Regions from separate parts of the Mus musculus genome. Here regions 2 and 3 are each linked to region 1. The links are chromatin contacts, called in public HiChIP or PLAC-seq and promoter capture Hi-C maps. All regions are on one chromosome and are shown on one strand. The core of a region is the stretch at or near the end of the contact, and the rest is flanking DNA. Distances in the headings are between cores, read along the strand shown.

Region 1 (2,700 bases), core at 96-2,595:
CCAGCAATGCTCTTCAGAGACCCCATTTCGCTGCGCTAAGCAGACACCACCCAGAATGGAAGACCCGCCCGTCTCATCTTGTCCAGGTCCAGCTGTAGTCTGGACTCTCAAACTTGCCACCCCCAAAGCCTCTCAACTTAGTGCCAAGTTTCAAGTGGCATTAAATCCTTCTCAAGGCAATATAGGGCTCGGCCCCGCGTTCGACTCTGTCGGTGTGTCGCTCACTCACCGGCCAGGCGAAACTGAAAGGCAGTACGATGCGATTACGGTCGTTGCCACGGCTGGCCTTGAGATTGAAGGTGTTACCCCCGATGACAGGCGTAGACCCTGAGCCGAAGCTGCAGGGTCCCCCGGCAGTGACGCGGGACTGATACTCCTTGAGGCACACTTTGAAGTACGTATCACACTCGTCGCGGGTGCACTTGCGGTCGCCAGGGTTCCGGACTCCACCACAACAGTTCCCATTCTGTAGCTCTCCATTCACGTTCTGCATGGACAGGATCTCCAGCTCAAACTGACCCGAGGCCCCGCACACCTGCCAGCGAGGAAGGAAGGTCAACGCATGAGAAAGTTTTCTCTGAAGGTGGAGGTGGAGACTCCTTGACACCCCCCACCCCCAATACACACACCCCAGGCTGCCAAAGATCCTCGGTGGCAAGTGAAAATAATTTTGCAAAAACTAGGTTTAGGGCTCAACCTGGTTTGGGGGCATAAAAAACACAAGTGCGGGAAAACTAAGACAAGTGCCCCGAAGGACCGTGAGAACGTAATGATCGCATTTTGCCCAGCCTGGAGGAGTTTATCTTTCGAGGCCAGGGGCTCCCCTCTGGGGAACCAGCGTTCCCTCACCGGGTGCTGCCTCTCGGGTGAAAAGTCAGGGTCAGGGAGCCTTGTACTCAAGGGCTCCGGAACTTGCACTGGGAGCCACAGCCGCTCCCGTCCAGAACGCCACGAGGGAAGGGAGAGGACCGCGGGGAGCAAGAGCGGGAGAGAGACTCCTACCTTGGCTCGCAGGGCACAGAGCAGGGCGAGCAGAAGACTCAGGGGGCGCCCGGGCCGGCCGCGCGTCCGTGGGGACCGCATCGCTGCGCCGCGCGCCACGGGCACTCCGGACGCCGCCGCCGCTGCTAGCGCTGGTGCTCCCGCCGAGGCTGCCGTCGTCGCTGCCCCCGCGGCCGCCGCGTCCCGGCTCTAATATACTCCGTGGATTGGAGCATGCACGACTGGAAAACAACACTACTTTTCAAAAGCCCTTTCAAGAGCCGCGCGTTCCAGAAGGCAAAGAGCCCGGCCTCCTTTTATTATTCTGATCGCTTCTTTGAGGCGCTCCCCCCTCTTCCACCTCTCGGCTTTCTTTCCTTCTCTCGCGCTCCCCTTCTTTTATTATTATGATTATGCGCAGCCTTTTATTCCCTTTCAGATCAGCTGCATGAAACGCGGGGAGGGAGGGGAGGAAAAAAAAAAAAAAAACCTGAGCCTAGCTCGCCGGCCGGCTGCAGGTAACACAATGACGCGTGCCCGCCTGGCTCTCGAAGGGACCCGGAGCGCCGGTCTGGGAGCCGGGACTCCGGCTGGCCACCTCTTCTCAACACGCGGAACAAGGCGCATGCGCGATTGTTAATATTCATAAGGGGCGTGCCATCTATTGGGCACGCCCCTTTCCTCCGGGTTGTTGGGGAGGGGAGAAATTGAGAAGGGGTTGGAAGTTGCGGGACGGACCGGGTGGCATGGCCGCCCGAGGGGCCCCCACACGCAGATCAGTGTCCCGGGGAGCCCGGGCCAGGAGAAAGGAACCTGGAAGGACCGTGGAGGAGCCCATGGCTCTGAGAAGCCCAGAGCGCCTCCGCTGGACCGCCCCCTCGGTGCACGGCCTGGGCTCCCTTGCAAGCCCCAGGTGTAGGCGCCGCGGTACGGCCGGAGCAGTTGGGGCGGGCGGCTTCCGCCTTCGGAGCCGCCTGCGTCAGCTGCGGCTTTTGCCCCGGGGAGGAGGGCCTGCCCGCCGGGAACCCGGGCCGCTCCCAGCAAGCGAGCCCAGAGCCCTGTGCTGGCGGCGGCGAGACTGGCGCGCTCGCCGCCGTCTCCTCGCCCCGCAGAGGCGACCTGGGCAGACTCTGCTGGGAACTTTGAAAAACTTTCCCGGAGTCAGACTTGCCGCAAACTCGAGGGAAAGCCTCGGCCGCGCGCCATCCCTTCCCAAATCCATGTCCGTGGAGCCTCGGAGGGGCTCCCAGCGTCCTTTCCAGACCGCGCCGGGGCAGAGGCGTGGGGGAAGCAGGGGGAGTGGCCGGCGGGCACCCGGGGGCTCAGCCCGGACTTCGGGAAGGGCTTTCTGAGACGCCGAGGGCTCCGCCAGCCTCCAGCCCGGGCGCAGTGGCGGGACTGCACCTGTAGGCGGCCTCCGCGCTGCTCTCTGGGTGGCGAGACGCGGCCTGAAAAGAACCTAACCGCTGTCGTGGTCCACAGAACTTGGCTTCTCCTGGGTGGTGGTGGAAACCGATGCCATTTTCCACCTTGAGGCAGGCCTCGCAATTAGCAGCGACACTCCTGGTCATAATCAAGGTCAAAGGGAACCCAAAGGCTGGCTGAAGTCTCTGCCAGCTCCACTCCAGGCGGGTTTAAACGGAGCTCTTTAGGAAAACAGATTTCCATTAAAGGACGAAAAGGGTTTCTTAACTTGCGTTGAGCCTGTCCTGAAGAAAA
Region 2 (2,799 bases), core at 96-2,595, 260 kb after region 1:
GTTCTGTATCAACAGAGTTAGTCCTCCAACTGGAGACAAAGATAAAGTCACATCTATATTGAACACAAGCAGACTGAATCTTGTTATTAGTCTTTAACAGTAGAATATAGAAATTGTGCATGTAACACTTTCATTGTGTTAGGCATTATTAATAATCTAGAGATTGTTATATAAAGCAGAGTGGAGCAGGCAGTGTGCAGTGATCACACGTTTTTTTGCCTAGAAAGGAACTGAGCATTGATCATTCATGGATCTCTTATTCTCATGAGTTTCAGAACCAGTGTCCTGGTACTAAGGTGTGCCTGGTTTTGCATCCCACTTCTTGTTTTATTTTTATCTTATTTGGGGATTTTTTAAACATAGGTTCTCATGTAGCTGAAGCTACCCTATGTTGCCATGAATAGCATTGAATTCCTGCCTCCACCTCCCAAATACTGACATTACAAGTACCTCAAAGAATCCTTATAAAATAGACTGACTCAAAATTTCTCTTCCCCTAAGTTGCCTATGGAATGGGCATTTCTCTGAAACATGCAAACTTTTAAGGACAAACGGCATTGTTCTGGTCATAACTGGTAGGACACGTGCACATATGCTATACTACTAAAAATAAAGAGAGAAGGTAAAATGGAAAAACAAAATAGAATTTATTAGGAGCTCATGATAAAACATAGAAATAAAACTCAGTTTTTTTCCTCTTTCAGTTATCAAAGAGTTATTGAAAAACTAATGACTTAATGTAGTAGTAGTAAAACATGTATGCCCGAGACACACATACATCATCTCCCTTTGCTCACCCACATGATGCATGTGGCTGCTGACTGTGTAAGAGAGGCAGGGATGCCATATTTACCAAGATCACACAGAGCCTGCTGTTTCAGATGATCTGAAATTTTTCAGTGATCACACACATAGATCTGAGAGACCCAAAGGCACACAGCTCTGGCTTTAGAACCCAGCTCCACTTACCATCTGTCTGTTAGCACCACGAATCTTGGCTGAGAAGGATGCTTTGCAGATCTGGGAATTCCATTCCCCCCCTTTTTCCCCCAAGCACCTAGGGATGGGGCTTTCCAGAGGATTAATGGAACCTAAGAGAAATAATGCTTCTCCCCTCTCATATTTGGGGCAATAAGAAGGGTGGTTTTTAATTTAATGTTAGCTGTGGGGTCTTTGTATGCCTGTAATTCCATGGTAGAGATGTCAGTCACACACCTTCTATTATGACAATTCAAGTAGATGCTCAAGAAATTCCACATTCAAATAGGGCCACTGTTGAAGCCAGTGGTGGTGGGTGTGGGGAGAAGAAAACTGTATTTTTTCTGGCGAGTGCAGCATTTCTAGATGTTCATCAAGTTGTTAAAAAATGTGAAATGATGACTCATTTGGGAGCTCCTCCCAGCCCCTCTCCCTGTCCCAATTTGCCTGCGGGTTGAAGGAATGTATACTGACTTGAGTTAAAGATGAAACTTGTGGTTTCCATTATAGTCTGTAAACACCGATTGCTGAGAGCCTCCAGCGTACTATCATCTCCAGCCCCACACATGCTTTATATACAATCCATCTTGGAAAAGAGCTTGGGAGAGCACTGTGTTTACTACTCCAGAACAACCCAACAAATGAGGAGGGGTGGTTTAATCTGCTTTGGGGGTCGATTCACAGCAAAGTGGAGGACCTTTCAGATGTCATTAAAGCCAACGCACCAAGAGAGAAACCAAGGCCAATTCTTAGGAAAGAAAAGTCCTTTTTGGTACCTGAAGTTGTCCCTGGCCACCCTTCCCTCCACAACAGAGATCTCTAAAAGAACTTTTTCTCAGGCTCACCAAAGTGCTTTTAGTTTCCACTTAAACTTTATGCATAATTCTTACCCTTATTAGAAATGGGGAAGGGTGTGTTGCCATTTTGGTTTAAGATAGTTTTATCGATGTAGAGTACAAGTTATTCTAAAGATTATTCTGATAATACACAATACATTTAAAGATCACTCAGAGAAGGAGTGTACAGAGTATCCAGGGTTTGTCTGCCATCCCGATCATGACTAGTAAGAAGAACGAAGCCCATCCTACTTCCTTCAGGAAGCAAGAATCCTGCCTGTAGAATGGATGGAAGAGTTTAGGCTATACATTCATTCTGTTTGGATTTGTTTTTCTGGACTTGATATTTCCTGGCACTGTGACCTGGGGCACTTTGATTTATGATTTAATATGGCTAAGAATAATTTGGGGGTTGTCTTTGGATTGTGACTCAGCAGGTAAGGGTAGGGTGAGAGACTCTGCCGGTGCAGGTCATCCTCAAACCTCACTGAGTAGACCTTTGAAGAGTTACACACCAAGGATAGCCTCAGTTTCCTCTTCTGTCAGTAAGCTTAGAATGATGCCAACCTTCTGGGATTAACTGTGGAACTCAAGGCACTTGTTGGTATGGGCCCTAGCCCAGCAATGACAATGGTGGAGCTGAACTTGATCCTCTAATAATAGCAACATAAGTCATCTGAGGGAGGACCTGGTTTTTGATCCTGGTTCTGTAGGTAAAGAGACCAAAGTGTGTGTATTGCTCAGGAAGCTACCATGAGGTAGCATCTGATGTTAGAAATAGAGATGTAGTGGATAGGGTCATACCTGGGGTGGGTATGCTCAGACTGACAACGTCTGACTTCTGCTTTGATTTGATTCATTTACACAAATACTTGATTTCTCATCTTTTAACCTATATTATATTACTATTATTTACTTTCTTTCTTTCTTTTTTTTTTGTTTGTGTGTGTGTACTTTTTTTTTTTCCCTTCAAGACAGGGTTTCT
Region 3 (2,803 bases), core at 281-2,780, 340 kb after region 1:
GGTGTTCGTCTGCCAGCTTATGAGTGTGCTCTGAATCCAGGTAGTGTGAGAATAAACCGAACCTCAAGAAAACTATGAGCCCCAGGCTAATTCCAGCAGCCTTAAGCATGACCTTGTTCTTGTCTTTCACTATCTGCTGACTCCTCTCACCACTCTGTACAGATGTTACTGGATGAAAATGACAGAACTTGGCAGTGATCAAGAGAGTAAAGACATAAAGAGGGACAGTGAGCTTCTTAGGGTGGTAGATATTGATACCCACATAAATGTTCTTTCACCTTAAGCTTCTTGAGAAATGATCCCCGAGGAACCCCAAGCCAATCCCCCAAGACAATTCGTTAGAATCATGTACATGTATGTACTAGCCAGCTGACAGCTGCACATATTGGCAATAACCTATGTGTTATTGGTTTCATACCATTTCTGTGGAATTGGCCTTCACCCTGCAAAGAGTGTATCTGATCATTTCAGCCGTAAGTAGGTATTTCCTCTATGTGTGCTGCATGACATTTGAAGCCGGAATTGGCTTTTCCCTTTGAAACATCCTTCAGATTGCATAATTTGCTCAAAGGAAAGAGGAGACAGGGGCATAAACCAAGCAAGGATCTGGACCATTTCATTCTCACCTACTGAAAGCACCCTGTTTGTTGTAGAAAAACTTTCAGGACGGACTCAATTAAGCCAAGACAGTTTGATTTAACTTGTTTTTTAATTTTAACTGATTATTTTTCCTGGCATGAAGCCATCTGGAACTTCATTTATGTATGTTTTTCCAGATAATCTCCATCCACATTAATAGTTTTCTAAGTGATATTCAGAATAGTAAAGTGGGCATTTCTGTTCTCTTTCTTGACACAATTTAGTATGGAGGTTGAAAAGAATTCTCTTGGTGGATTGTGGGGAAGGGCTTCAAGTCCTTGCTACAGATCTGCTAACTCTTTCCAGAGGTCACAGTTGCTTCCTAAAGAACTAGTTGCTCCAACAATGGTATACCGTATCTGTACATTCAGAATGGATCTTCCTGACACTTAAGAAACAAGGGCATCATAAACTTTATATATTATGTGATAGGTATGTATAATGCATGCACACCCCAAACGTCATACCTAGCTAACTTGAATACAACAGTTACATAAGCCTATAGTTATAGGCTATAGCTTATAGTAAAGCTTGATTGTTAGCCTATTGTATTCTATAGTGCTGAATATCTTGTGTAATTTATTGTCTACTGTACTGAGAGTATAAAGACAGAGAGAGCAGTTGTATCAGCATTCTTTCCCACTATCATGCGGGTGAAAGTGCCACAGTGTGTTGGAGACTGTAATTCATTCTTTGCATCAAGAAGGGCTAAAGGATGAAAGGGTTAATGTTAAAGGAAACAAACAGCATTTTCCTCTTTTACAATGGTCTGAAAAGTGTAGTCCTAGAGTAGCAATATCAGCATTGTTAAGACCTTCTCTCAGGGGCTAGGCAGATGGCTAAGTGGGTAAGGGCATTGACATTGCAAACATTAGGGATTCAGTTTGAATCTCCAGCAACCTCATACAAAACAATGCATGGCTGTATGTCCCTGTAACCCCAGCAACCGTATATCCCACGAGTTTGCTGGTCAGCCAGCCAAGCTGAAATAGTGAGCCTGTCTCAGTTAGAATCTTACCAATAAGACAGAAAGCTACAGAGGAAGACACCAACATTGTGCTCTGGCCTCTCTGTAGCTTCATAAGCCACATACATTTGCAGACTTTCGTGCATCACACAAATACAGCATGGCGTGTGCACACATATAAACACAGCCATGCACACATGAACAATATATATATATACACACACAGCTATTAAAATTTTTCTTTCAGACTCAAAGCTATTGTGAAACTGGTCCCAGAAATTTGTGTTTTAATAAGCCTTCCAGGTAGGAATGAAACAGGCTACGGGACCGACTCCAATCTGTATTACTTTTACCAGCCTTAAATATTAAAACCGTAAACATTGAAATTATACAGTTATTTTTTTTCCATGCCATTTGCCTTTCCCCCTGCTTTTTTGTGGTGGCGGCAATTTGTACTGCAAGTAAGATGACAGGAGTAAAATAAACACACAAAATATCAACTGGAACTTTCTTAAGCCAGCCCCTTTTCTCCAGGAAGACAGACAGAGGAGCTGCTATGTGAAGTATATTGAATATCTATCCATTCACCTTGTATACACTAAAAAAGATGACTAAGTCTTTAATCATAGGTCTGTGGCTTTCATGCCTTCTCCATTGGCTTTTACTGTTGATTGAATAAAGTTTCTTGCTGTCTTTTTTTTTTTCTTTCTTTCCACTTTTTTCTCTTTCTTCCTTTCTTTTTGCCCCCACCCGTTTTGGGGCATAGTTCCTTCACAACAGTGTTTGCTCCCTCACTTCTGATTCTTTCTAGAAACTTCTCTCAGGGTGCTTCATCAGCTTTATTATGAGTCTTTTCATTTATGGCAAAACAAAGTTCCAGTTACAACAGACAAGGATAGAATTCAAAGAAAACTGTCCCCCTGTTGATATGTCAACAATGGGGGCTCTTACACAGCTTGAATACTGCAGGACAAATGCAGGATGGAAGGGCTTTTGCTCTGATAGGCTTCACTGATGAGTGAGGTTGAAGGAGTCAGGAGAAATCACATGTATTTTGAGACGAAGGTACTAGTTTTATCAGAAATAGCCACTCTGTAATGCAGTAACAAACATAAATACCCAAACTTAGGTCTCAATCTGCATTATGACAAGGAAACCATATAAGACCTTGGATACCTTCAGGAAAGGATTGCACAT

The links. Promoter capture Hi-C pulls out the DNA fragments that hold promoters and counts their contacts. HiChIP or PLAC-seq counts read pairs in DNA pulled down with a chosen protein or histone mark.
Region 2: a contact with region 1 is called in a promoter capture Hi-C map of the 3T3-L1 cell line, with 11 times the contacts expected there. The contact joins the enhancer-like site here to the promoter of Jag1 in region 1. A contact is called at or near these places in 8 of 39 promoter capture datasets (the 3T3-L1 cell line, 3T3-L1-derived adipocytes, cranial neural crest and 3 more), 2 of 15 datasets of contacts at CTCF or cohesin (both in the NIH/3T3 cell line), 4 of 484 Hi-C or Micro-C datasets (the 3T3-L1 cell line, the N1E-115 cell line, nephron progenitors and 1 more), 7 of 115 datasets of contacts at active chromatin or transcription factors (craniofacial prominence, embryonic limb bud, embryonic stem cells and 3 more) and 1 of 9 other capture datasets (adipose tissue).
Region 3: a contact with region 1 is called in an H3K27ac HiChIP or PLAC-seq map of neural progenitor cells, with 5 times the contacts expected there. The contact joins the enhancer-like site here to the promoter of Jag1 in region 1. A contact is called at or near these places in 11 of 39 promoter capture datasets (the 3T3-L1 cell line, 3T3-L1-derived adipocytes, the HPC-7 cell line and 7 more), 1 of 15 datasets of contacts at CTCF or cohesin (the NIH/3T3 cell line), 4 of 484 Hi-C or Micro-C datasets (the 3T3-L1 cell line, MC3T3-E1-derived osteoblasts, embryonic fibroblasts and 1 more), 9 of 115 datasets of contacts at active chromatin or transcription factors (craniofacial prominence, embryonic forebrain, embryonic hindbrain and 6 more) and 1 of 9 other capture datasets (adipose tissue).

What each region holds. Positions count from the first base shown.
Region 1 is chr2:137,115,175-137,117,874 of GRCm38.p6, forward strand. It overlaps Jag1 (jagged 1), which reads right to left and starts at 1,346. Exons shown (of 26, transcript NM_013822.5): 1 at 1,003-1,346; 2 at 230-535. The coding sequence starts at 1,083.
Region 2 is chr2:137,374,091-137,376,889 of GRCm38.p6, forward strand. No RefSeq gene overlaps it. Among named protein-coding and RNA genes, the nearest start is that of Gm14055, 88 kb to the left of the region's middle. Within about 2 kb of position 1,346, at least 11 of the 459 cell types and tissues checked have an H3K27ac peak or open chromatin away from gene starts, as enhancers often do.
Region 3 is chr2:137,456,026-137,458,828 of GRCm38.p6, forward strand. No RefSeq gene overlaps it. Among named protein-coding and RNA genes, the nearest start is that of Gm14055, 170 kb to the left of the region's middle. Within about 2 kb of position 1,531, at least 19 of the 459 cell types and tissues checked have an H3K27ac peak or open chromatin away from gene starts, as enhancers often do. A contact at or near this core is called in neural progenitor cells and neural stem cells, where this site is marked.